Linked DNA regions of Triticum aestivum: region 2 is linked to region 1. The links are chromatin contacts, called in public Hi-C maps. All regions are on one chromosome and are shown on one strand. Each heading gives the region's core, a stretch centred on a gene start, on an enhancer-like site or on the middle of the called end of the contact. The rest is flanking DNA. Distances are from core to core; before and after follow the strand shown. Region 1 holds the start of LOC123092728 (protein TPR3). Region 2 holds the start of LOC123092730 (patatin-like protein 7).

The links. A called contact is a pair of places that touch in the nucleus more often than the background predicts.
Region 2: a Hi-C map of leaf shows a contact between it and region 1, with 3 times the contacts expected there. The contact joins the promoter of LOC123092730 here to the promoter of LOC123092728 in region 1. A contact is called at or near these places in 2 of 5 Hi-C or Micro-C datasets (both in leaf).

Annotation. Positions count from the first base shown.
Region 1 is chr4B:463,488,774-463,494,550 of IWGSC CS RefSeq v2.1, reverse strand. It overlaps LOC123092728 (protein TPR3), which reads right to left and starts at 2,934. Exons shown (of 27, transcript XM_044514549.1): 1 at 2,645-2,934; 2 at 2,358-2,516; 3 at 2,078-2,257; 4 at 1,883-1,996; 5 at 1,610-1,768; 6 at 352-529; 7 at 164-266; 8 at 1-48. The coding sequence starts at 2,437.
Region 2 is chr4B:464,219,408-464,225,184 of IWGSC CS RefSeq v2.1, reverse strand. It overlaps LOC123092730 (patatin-like protein 7), which reads left to right and starts at 2,634. Exons shown (of 2, transcript XM_044514550.1): 1 at 2,634-4,094; 2 at 4,188-4,893. The coding sequence starts at 2,979. The coding sequence ends at 4,454.

The sequences.
Region 1 (5,777 bases), core at 1,685-4,184:
TAGAAGGGTTAGCAGCCGAGGGTGTCCTAGGATGCTTCAACATAGCAGCTACAAGATATACATCCAGAACAGTGTTAGTCAACCATGCAATACCACCTATTCATAACATTCAGGAATTCCTTGCAATATTAACAAACATAAGTACCAGGATTCGTAGGAGTACCAAATCCAATAGCACCTCCAGAAACAGCAGGATGTGTTACTGCTGGAGGGTTTGACATCCAACCGGCCAGAGGTGCGACGGGTGTTGGTGCAGGTTGAAAGGGCTGAAACAGACATAAACCAGATTGTCAATAAATGTACACACTAAAACACATAGATGAAGTGTCCAGATATGCTCAACAAGCTTACTCCATGGGCGCCCAATTGGGGGAAACCACCAGGTTTAGGTATAGATCCAAGTAGTGGATTGTTTGCTGGTGATGGAGCACGTGCACCATTTGGTTGTCCACAAGAATGATCAACAAAGAGGGTCTTGATGTCAGGATTAGGCCTAGGATTTTTGCAAAGCTGGTGCTGCCAGTTTAAGCTGCCATATAATACACAATAACATTACTACTATGGTAAATGGAGTTAATGGTGGGGTCCCAACCTTCCACCTCCTTCAGAAGTAACAAACAAAAACACAAATAACAACAATTTCACAAGCAAATTAAGTTAAACACAATTTTATTCTTATCCAAACAACAACCTCCTTCGTGTTAATTACCCCACCCAGGCCTGGCGGCAGAGCAAAGAGCATGGTTTAGGCCTTGCACGTGGTGGTATGGTAAATCCAAAGATTCACAAACGTGTGGATGCGAAATTAAACCCAGAATCTCGATAAGGCGGAGGAATGTAGGGTAGGCCTAAACCCTAATCCTAGCGGAATCGTCAACTAGGGCTGACTCTGATAATCTAATGGAATACCCATTTATTGACAATAAATAATGGAAACGTAAATAGTAATGAATCAAGGAAATAGTAGGCTAACTAGTTGAATCTGCAAATATTTGTGACATCTATACAAGTTTCAGTTCCAAAGAAATGGAGACTGCAGGTTAGCAAATAGGGGTGACAAGTTATATGGAGATTCTTTACATATTTGAACTTCAAATTGTATTGGACTGCTGGAAAAATGTAAATGCAAACACGTGACTCAATTTTTTGGATATTCATGACTGTAGGATCCACAAAACTCGTCATGAAGAGCAACCTTATTTACAATATAAATATGCAATGGTAGTGATGGGTTAATGGACAAGATTATAACATTAAGAAACCAAGTTTTGCCATGAATGAACAGCAGCCCTCACTTAGCTTATGGAAAATAAAGCCAGGTCCAATTTTCCTAACCAAGCATGGTTGGTTTAAATAAAATTGGGGAGAGCAGAATGTGGGGCACAGCCTCGCTAGCATATAACATTCTACTGGATCAGTTTTACAAAGGATAAAATGAGAATTAAAATCCTCTCATGAGGGTTAAGTAATTTTATTGGATTAAAGAATGTTCACCTAGATCTATAACTAGCATCATCAGTTTAGCAGCAAGCAGCATATAAGAATACATAAGATGCCCATACAACAGAGAGTAAGGGTGCCAAGAATATTATGTTTCTTTATGTGATACCTCTGGTTGATAAGTGTCCGTAATCTAGAACTCTTCAGATTGGGAAACTGAAGCTTGTCACGGAACAAGGGGTTAGCTTCGATCAGCTTCTTCAGCTCAACAAGCATTATTGCTCTTGCAGATTTTGTATCACCATACTTGGAGAGCTGCTCATTCTCTCTATCAATAATAAAAGCAGGAACCAATCACTGAGCAATCCAGTAACGGTTAAGAGCCACACGAATGATGGCAAGAACCTAATGTTACAAATGAATGCAATCACGCAGATTTTACCTGAAGTTCTCCAGAGTCAATAGCTGTGTGATCTCCTTAAACAGCTCCTCATTAAAGGATGCAAACACCTTCAAATCCTTGACCAAGATTTCAACCGCCTTGGACCGATCATGCCTGGCAGAAAAGGAAACCATAGTCATGAAGGCGGTCCAGCATTTACAATCATATAAAGACATCTCTTCCCCTTGCACTTACTTGTCGAGGGCCTCGAGATACTTCTGCTTGCGGATCTCAAAGAATATCTTCATCGAGTAGCGGTTGTCGTCGACTTTGGTGAAGCCCCCGAGGTAGCGCTCCACCTCATCCCAATTCCCATTGATCACCTCGTCCTCGAAGTACTTCATGTTGAAGTAGAAACCAGACTCCTGCTCGAGCCTAAACGGCGACAAGGGCAGGTTCCAAGTGAGCAACGCTAGACAAACGAACAGCACCAATTTTTGACCTTTTTTTAATTTTTGGAGTTTGAATCACTCACTTGTGGACGGTCTCCTTGAACTTCTCCTCATCGAGGAACTGCAGGATGAGGAAGACGAGCTCCCGGCTGAGAGAAGACATCCTCGCTTCCCCGACTCACCCACCAGGCGGCGGATGCAACTCGGCTGTAGACCTAGCCTACGGGGGCGCAGGACCCCCACTGCGGAATAAGATTCCGATTCCAGGTTCAGTTCACGATCGCTCACAGCCCAGCCGCGGCGGAAACAACATACGACGGGAAAAAAACAGATCAAAAGCGAGATCGATCCAGGCGGGTTAGGGCTTTACCAGCGGAAGGAACCTCCCCGGCTCGGATCTCCTCCGCTCCGCCCCGCGCCGGGCGAGCAGAGCGGGGCCGGCGGAGGGCTCGAGGCGGCGCGGGTCGGCGGGGCGCCCGGCGGCGGAGATCCGGGGGCTGCGCGGCTTCCGATTTGGGGGGGCGGCCGGGGCGGGGCGGGGCTCTATCGCGAGAGGACCGAGAGAGCCGGGAGGATGAGACTGAGGCAAGGGGCAGTATCGTAAGTCAACAAAGGGAACGGGGGTGGGGAGCAGAATTCCTCTATTTATATCGGACGAGACGAGACGATAATGGAACCCCCCTCTCCCCTCCCCTGCGCGTCTATATATACTCGCACACTCCCCAAACGACATATGAGAACGTGCAGGATAAAATATCTTTATCGTTACATGGACAGGAAAGAAAAAAAAAACACGCCTTACGTTCGCTGCACGCGTTCGCCCCAAACCCTAGATCTGTTTCGGAACCTGCCATATATATACGCACATATCTCGACGATTTTGAACACGGCATAGAAAAACTCGCCCAGAAATGCAGATCCAAACCCAGAAATCGGGCCCGTGGAAAGCTAGGGCTCCTTTCCGATCCTGCTGCCGGATCTTTGTTGGCATGGGTATACGCAGAACGAACTCCTTTGCCCCCGCATAAAAATTCCAGGATCGAATTCGAATCAAAAATATCCAGCCAACAACTGCATAATTCCGAACGAAAAGCAAAATCAGAGGCTGTGCTGCACTTACGGAGCTTTGTAGCTGGAGGGACCGGAGAAGAGCTGTGGGGAGAGGAAATGGGTTGTTGGGGGCTAGGGCAAGGAGGGGCAACCACCTCGCGCTCCTATTTATAGGAAATTCTCGTATTGCCACTGATAAGAGTGAATGCTTATCGATCTGCTCGTCTGCCTCTCTCGATCCGCTTATCAGCTTATCGCATCTGATAAGCGCTGTGTGATAGGCTGATCAGACGCGGGAGGTAGTGGTAGGGTCCATCGGGCTCCATCGCCATTAGCGCAAGGGAATCCGCGTTTGGATTTGCTTTTAATGAAGACGTGTCCAGTCTGTACCCAACAACTAAAAGACGCCTTTTAATGCTCTCCTCTCTCAAATAAAATCGGCCTTTTCTATTTCTTACTATTATCAAGGAAAACACGTAAGGCAAGACAAATTAAGATATCAGGATTTGACATTTCGTTCACAAATATTTAATTGTGTTTTATTATCCATATATTACCTCTGTCCTAAATTTGTTGCCGTAAATTTGTCTAGGTACGGATTTACCTAACGGTAGATTCATCCGTATTTTTCTAGAACGTATCTAGATGCATTCATATCTAGATGCCCTGTATGTAGACAAATTTAAGACAATTAATTCAAAAAGGTGAGTATTTTTTTTCTAAATCAGAGTTGTATTAATTAAAAGAGGAAACATTGTTCTTACAATTTTGTAAGGCCACACTCAACACGCAGGTTGGCACTGTCTCTTGCATAACATCAACAACAACTCTCTACGCCCAAACTGGGCAAGACTATGGGCTAAACTATTGACCTTCCTATCTACTTTACAAACTTTAACTTATTTGTTTCTATGCTTGATGGCATAAAATTCCTTTAATCTCTCCAATTTCCAATCTATCCACACATACGGGGTCGAGCGCCTTTGCCACCAAGTTGTTGTCTGTCTCGACAACTAAATGGAGGTCAGTACACGACACCACTTTTCATAGTCCTTCTAGACAAGCAGTAGCTTCCGCGAAATCTGCTCCTTTGTACCGCAGGATATAGTCCCAGGCACATAGAAATATTCTTCATGATGATCTCGAACCACAACCCTCCATGCTCTGCTGCTACTCTCCTCCAAGAAACTTCCATCAACATTAACCTCTCTAAGACAACTAATTCAGAACAGGTGAGTATTTTGCCACCAGTAACGGGTGTTCTCGCAAAAAATAAAAGAGGACCAAGAGGTGAACGACCAAAACCCTAGCCGCCACCCCATTTATTCCCCTCCTATGGCCGCCAACACGCGTCTCCGGGCAAAGTTCGTCAGCGTCGGCGTCGACAGGAAGGTCCTGATCGACGGGCGGCCTGCTTGTGGAGGAGTTGAAGGGTTGATGCGGGGTGGCAAAGGAGATGTGTTCTTGGGTGGCAGTCTTTGTCAGGCAGTGCTCAATGGCAGAAGTGTTGATCCAGGGCGTCGATCTTCAGCAACGGCCTAGCCTAGCTAGGTCACTAGAGAAGAGGGAGTTAGTGCTTGGTCCTAGACGGCGACGAGCTAGACATAAGACATGCACTTGACGTGAAGCAACATGAGTGTTTATTTCCAGATTTTCTTTAGGGAGTCTTCGAGTTTGGTTTGGAGGAACAAGGCGGTGTTGTTGTTTCACTGTAGGAATAATGTGATCCCCGTTTTTTTTGTTTTATTGGCGTTCTTATCATAGGTAGGCGTGGAGCTGTCTCTCCGGCAGGTCCTTTGAGATCCGATCAATTTAGGTTTTCGCTGGATCCAACTGAATTTAGTTGGTTTTGTTGTCTTCAGAATTTCTACAAGTCCTTATATGCATTTCTTCTCCGAGCCACCCGGCGCCAATGCAGAAGGATGTCGCTGAAAATAATGGAACGCTGCTTCTCTCTGCTGGATCCGTCGGATCACATATAAGATGCTCACACTTTACCCCCCGAGGATCTCCCCTTATCTTAGAACGGTCTTATGACCATTTGCTTCGTAGATCGCTGATCTACATCAATGACTTTTCGACCACTGTTTCTACAAACTCACGGGTTAAAAAATTTGCTCCCCCTAGGTGAAGATCAAAAGACAACATCAATGTATGCTCACGGCGCGTTGCCGATGGATGCATAAGAAAGGAGACTTGGGCACCACAAAATATTTTGATATGAATTATTAAATTTTGTATGTGTGTGTTTGTAAGGACATGTTTGATTCGGTCGTGGGCCGGACGATATACCCCACCTTTGTAATCTGGACAATCCCCTTTTTGAGTCAATAAATTCCCTTTTACCTCGAGAAAAAGGACGTGTGATGTTTTTTTTGAACATTAGTTCAGACACAAGCGCTCATATACACGTGCATACACTCACCCCTATGAACGCACACACGCACACCCTA
Region 2 (5,777 bases), core at 1,385-3,884, 730 kb before region 1:
GTAGTAGGCATGCAGGTCTATTCCTCGGCTCCCACCAGCCTTTCAAGGAGGCAGTAAAAAGGAAAAAGAAAAAACTACAGCTGGCAGTAGGAGTATTGCACTGGAGCAAAGCATACACACTGACTGACTGACATGTCTTTGCAGAAGTACTGCTGCTGTTGCCGCCTCCGACAGTTCTCAGCAAAGAAATAAAAGGAAAAGGGAAAAGAAATGCGTGCGTACGTACGTACCGCTGCCCGCACGACACAGCAAAGTGCGGGCGCGGTCGAGTGCTGTGCCCTTGTCTGGGGAAAAAGTCCATTTTAAACCCTAAACTCGTAGAGCTTTGACGAATCAAACCCTCAAGTCCAAATTCCGGTCGTTTCAACCCTGAACTGTATAATCCCGGTCTAAATCAGACCCTGGATCCGTTTGCCAGACAGGGAATGCAAAGAATGGCCAGGATTGGTGGCGGTTTCCTATTTGCCGCCCGTGGGCAGCCAACAGCAGTGGCTACACCCCACAGCGCCCGCGGGTGGGCCGGCCCATTTCGCAGCAGCGCATATTGCTCGTTCACTGTTTTGTTTTTAGTTCGTTTCTGCTGTTGACTTTTTGTTTTATTTTATCTTTTTGTTTTTTTTCTGGTTTTTGCATGTTCTTTCTGCCTTTTCATTTCTGGTTCTTTCGTGTTGTTTCTGGCTTTATCTTTTTTTTCCTTTTTCTTTTTCTTCCATTAATACATTACAAGGAAATGTTTCATTGTGTATTTTTAATCATTAATAATACTTTAATATGATGAACAAGCTGTGTTTCTTCTGTTTATTTTTACTACTCTTCTTTTTTGTGTATTATACAAGAGTTTATCAGGTATTAAGAAAATGTTCATCATATATTTAAGAAAATGTTCGTATATTAAAAATATATTCATTTATGTACTTAAAAATGTTCAGCATATAAGAAAAAAATGTTCGGTGTATATGAAAAAAATGTTCAATATGTATTTTCAAATTGTTCAGTATTCATCACAGTAACGTTCATTGTGTATTTTCAAATTGTTTAGCACATATCACTGTAGTGTTTGTTATGTATTTACAAATTGTTTAGCGTATATCACAAAAATGTTTAATGTGTATATAAGAAATTTTCGTTGTGTATCAAAAAAATGTTCAATGTATATTAAAAGGTCCACGGGTTTTGTAACAAGATTCATGAATTTGAAACAAACATATTGAGAAAAGGTTCACGCATTACATAAAAAAGGTGCTCGCATTTCTTTAGCAGTGCAACAGAAAAAATGGGGCGGCCCATTGCGGAGGACGGGTACACTCCATGGTCAACAGTGCTTGAATTATTTCGAACCATATAAAACCGGTGGCCACTTAGTAGGAAGTAGCAAACAAAAAATAAGAACCTCGTGAACCAGATTTTTAAAATAAAAAAAGTTTACAATTTTTGAAAAAAATGTTCACAGATTTAGAAAGAGTACAATGATTTTGAAAATAAGCTCACAGTTTTTCAAAAGAAAATTCAATGGATTTGGGAAAAAATCACTTTCTTTGGGAAAAGATTCACGCGTTCAACAATTGTCAGATTTTCAAACATTACTCTTTTTTTTAAAATGCAGGAAAGGATACAAAAAACCCGCCCTGATTCTGCGTTTAACTTTTTTTCTTAAACTTGCGCACTCCAGTTTGGTAACACAGGCTTGTTAGGTTGACTGGTTTAGCAAGTCTCCTTCGGATCTACAGGTTCGTAGTTCGAATCGTAGGACTTGTTGTTTTATCTTTTTCGACAATCAAATTGTTATGCTACTTTTTTTTTGAGAATAATTGTTACGCTAGTACGGACGCTATTGTACACCATGGGCCGGCCCAGCTAGGTGTCACTGCATGCGTCGGGTCGAGCTCCCGTGTAACAGAAAAAAAAGACAATTTTTTTGCAGACAAAAAAAAACAAATGGGGTGGCCCAGCAGAGCCCAGTCAGAGAAATCCCGGTTGACATTCGTCAAGGTTTGATCTAGACCGGGATTATACAGTTCAGGGTTGAAATGACCGGGATTTGGACTTGAGAGTTCGTTTCGCCTAACCTCTACAAGTTCAGGGTTTAAAATGGACTTTTTCCATTGTCTGGGTCGCGCTCCACTCCCGTTGCATGTCACGCAGCCATGGACCTGGTGCAGCGTCAGTGGCGCGGGGTTAACCCAGTCCCAGCCCCTGGAACGGCCGCAATCATGATTTGTTCCCCATTACGCTGCCCTCGAAACCCTTTTTTATGAGTGTTTTTATTTATAATGTACTACTAATCATTTCCTCCTTCGCTTTTCCCGCCCCTCGTTCGCTGGTTAATTAATTAATGAGTAGGACTAGCAGTAGCACGTCTGTACATATTTGTCCGTTTGTTTATTCAACCCTGGAACCCAGCCACAGCCAGTTTGACGACCGCGCCACCACGCCAGCATCGGTGCACTCCGCCCACATGCCCCACCCCGTATCGCCAATCTCGAGCAGGAATGGACGGTGCAGACAGGCCCACGCCGGTGGACCAGGTGAGGCGCGTCCAGCCGACGGCCAGGCAGGAGTGTTCTGTCCATCGGTTACCGGTGCAGCAGAGGGTGAAGAGAGACAAGACGACGACCTCTGCCTCCTCTTCTCGCCTCCGTTAGCTTCCTTGGCCGTGGCTCTCTCTATAACTCGCGCACCTTTCTCTTTGGGCTCCTTCCTTTCTTCGCGTGCTCTGCAGCGCGCAAGAATCAAAAGGCGCCACTGGCGAGCGTGGCGCCGTAAACAGACCGCGGCGACACCAAAAGAGAGAGCGAGAGACAAGAACTAAAGCGAGCAGCCGGGCTGGTCTTCGCGCTATCCTTGCGAATCCTCGCGAGATCCTGTTTTTGTTTCCCCTCACGTTGCTTTTCCGTTCTGCGTAGGGGAGGGATTCCGCCGAGAATTTGTTGACCGGGAGGGGTCTGCTAGCCTAGACTAGCTGGGAGGGTAGGGCAGGCATGGAGGAGGCCGAGGAGATGCAGGTGGAGAGGGTGCACGAGGACGCGGAGCACGGGGGCGCCGACGCCGACAAGCTCAACTACGAGATTTTCTCCATCCTCGAGAGCAAGTTCCTCTTCGGCTACACGGACCCGCACCAGCTCTGGCTGCCCAAGCCGCCGCCGCCGGCGCAGGCGTCGCAGGCGGCCCTGGCGGTCCCGGTGAAGGCGGCTCAGCGCGGGAAGGTGTGCGTGCTCTGCGTTGATGGTGGCGGCGGCGGGCTGAGGGCGCTGCTCGCCGGCCGCGCGCTCGCGCACCTCGAGGCCGCGCTCCAGCGCGCGTCCGGGAGCCCCGACGCGCGCGTCGCCGACTACTTCGACCTCGCGGCCGGCACGGGCGCGGGCGGCGTCTTCGCCGCGATGCTCTTCTCGACCCACTCGCGCGGCGCCCCGCTGTTCCGCGCCGAGGACACCTGGCGCCTGGTGGCGGACCACGCGCTCAGGCTCTTCCGCAGGCCCGCTGGCTCCACCTCCCTCTTCTGCCGCGCCAAGAAGCGCCCGCTTGCTGCGCCCACGGCGGCGCTCAGCGTGGCCATGAAGGCCGCGTTCGGCGAGGAGCTCACCCTGCGGGACACCATCAAGCCCGTGCTAATCTCCTGCTATGACCTCAAGTCGTGCGCGCCGCTCCTGTTCTCGCGCGCCGACGCCCTGGAGAGCGGGAGCTACGACTTCCGCCTCTCCGACGTCGGCCGCGCGGCCTGGTCGGAGCCCGGCCGCTTCGAGCCGGCCGAGGTGGCGTCGGTGGATGGCGTGACATCCTGCGCCGCGGTGGACGGCGGGCCGACCATGGGCAGCCCGGCCGCCGCTGCCATCACGCACGTGCTGCACAACAAGCACGAGTTCCCGTTCGTGCGCGGCGTCGAGGACCTCCTCGTTCTCTCCATCGGCGGCTGCTCCGGCGCGGGCGGCTCCGGAGCCACCGCGGACGCCGACATCATGCGCATGCGCCGGTGGGGCCCCAAGGAGTGGGCCCGCCCCATCGCCCGCATCGCGGCCGATGGCGCCGCCGACCTCGTGGACCACGCCGTTGCACGCGCCTTCGGGCAATGCCACTCGTCCAATTACCTGCGCATTCAGGTGAGCAAGCAAATTCTCGGCCCGCCCGCCATTTATGGCATGTTCCGCCTGCACGGCTGTTTCCTTGGATATTATTAACTCTGGCGTGATCAGGCGAAGCGGGAGAGCATGCCGCCGTGCGGGCCGGACGGGGAGTACGACCCGACGCAGGCGAACGTGCAGGCGCTGCTCGCGGTGGCGGACGAGACGATGAAGCAGCGCAACGTGGAGTCGGTGCTGTTCGAGGGGAGGCGGATCGGGGAGCAGACCAACGCGGAGAAGCTGGAGTGGTTCGCCGCCGAGCTCGTCGCCGAGCACCGCGGCAGGGGCTCCCGGATCGCGCCCACCGTCGCGTTCAAGCAGTCGCCGGCGCTGGGCTGAGCTACGCTGGCGGCCGTGCACTGCCGTGCTGTGGAGCAAGGGTCGACGACATGTTGTAGGCCTCTCCTCGCTTCTTGCTTTCGACGGAATTCCGCTGCACTTTTTACGTGGCAGTGTCAGTGTGGCATGGCTTGGCTACCTGAAGCATTTGCCATTGGGAAATTCGAAGGGTAAAATATTGGAAGGAACATCCGCGATATACTCCAGATTCTTAGCTTTCACTTCGACTTAGGATATATATGTAGCTGCCTCCTGAATGCAGAATTATGCCCCGGCTGATGTGGGCGTTTGGGTTGCGATATAATCCGCTGAAAAGCAGTGGATACAGCTGCTGCGGTACTGCAAGCATGGGCCTCCTCCGAACATAAATAAATTCTCCAGAGTTCGTCTAATCTAGCCCTGCGAATTTTCATTTCCAATTACCAAATGATATTTGTCAGCTGGATGAAGTCTGTTCCATTTGAACGCTCATTTTATGGTATGACTTGCACGGGACACAAAAAAAATACTTCCGTCTTCTGCATCCCGTCGATGTCTATTAATCTCATAGTTGAGTCCACGTCTTAAAGCGCACGGAGTCCACGTCTACACTGCATTAGGGGACGCATAACTGATCGAAACAGACATCTCGGAGATCCCTTTCTTGAAGAAGTGAAAGAGAACCCTGTAGATGTATATGTCCTATCACTGTCTTGATGCTGACCGGGGCATGCTTTTCATCCAAGAGCATAAAGATTCCTCCAAGCGAACTAAATCAAGCATATTGGCATGGGTTCTTAATTAAGTTACCAAATCAGGTAATGTTTTTTTGTTACAACATGCTGCAAACAGTTCTAGCCTTTTCCTCCCGGTTACTGATAACCGTATATACGCATGATGCTAAGAGGATCGAACTGAGTTCGTGCTCCCCGGCAAAAAAAAAAAACCCTAAAAATAAAATAAAAACTGAGTCTGTGCTTGACTGAAGAAAGGCTTTTTTTATGTACGGGCGTGGTCCGCGGACATGATGCCGGAGTGAGCCATGCTGCCCATGCAAAACACAAATTAATCTGGTTGGAAGAAGAGAGAGTAGGGGGGAACCATGCATATGGTGGGATTTGTTGTATGGTGTCTCGTTAGAAGGAGAGGGATGAGAGGGAGACCATGCATGTGAAGAGAGAGAAACGAGAAGACGACGACGTGAAGCTTTTCGTTGATCAGATCGACGATTAAGACTCCGGCAAAGCCCCCCACATTTGTTTCTAGGATATAAGAATTCGGACGTACGGACTGCTAAGCGGATATATACAGGTCTTCGTTGGATGGCAAAAGTGATCTCAACAT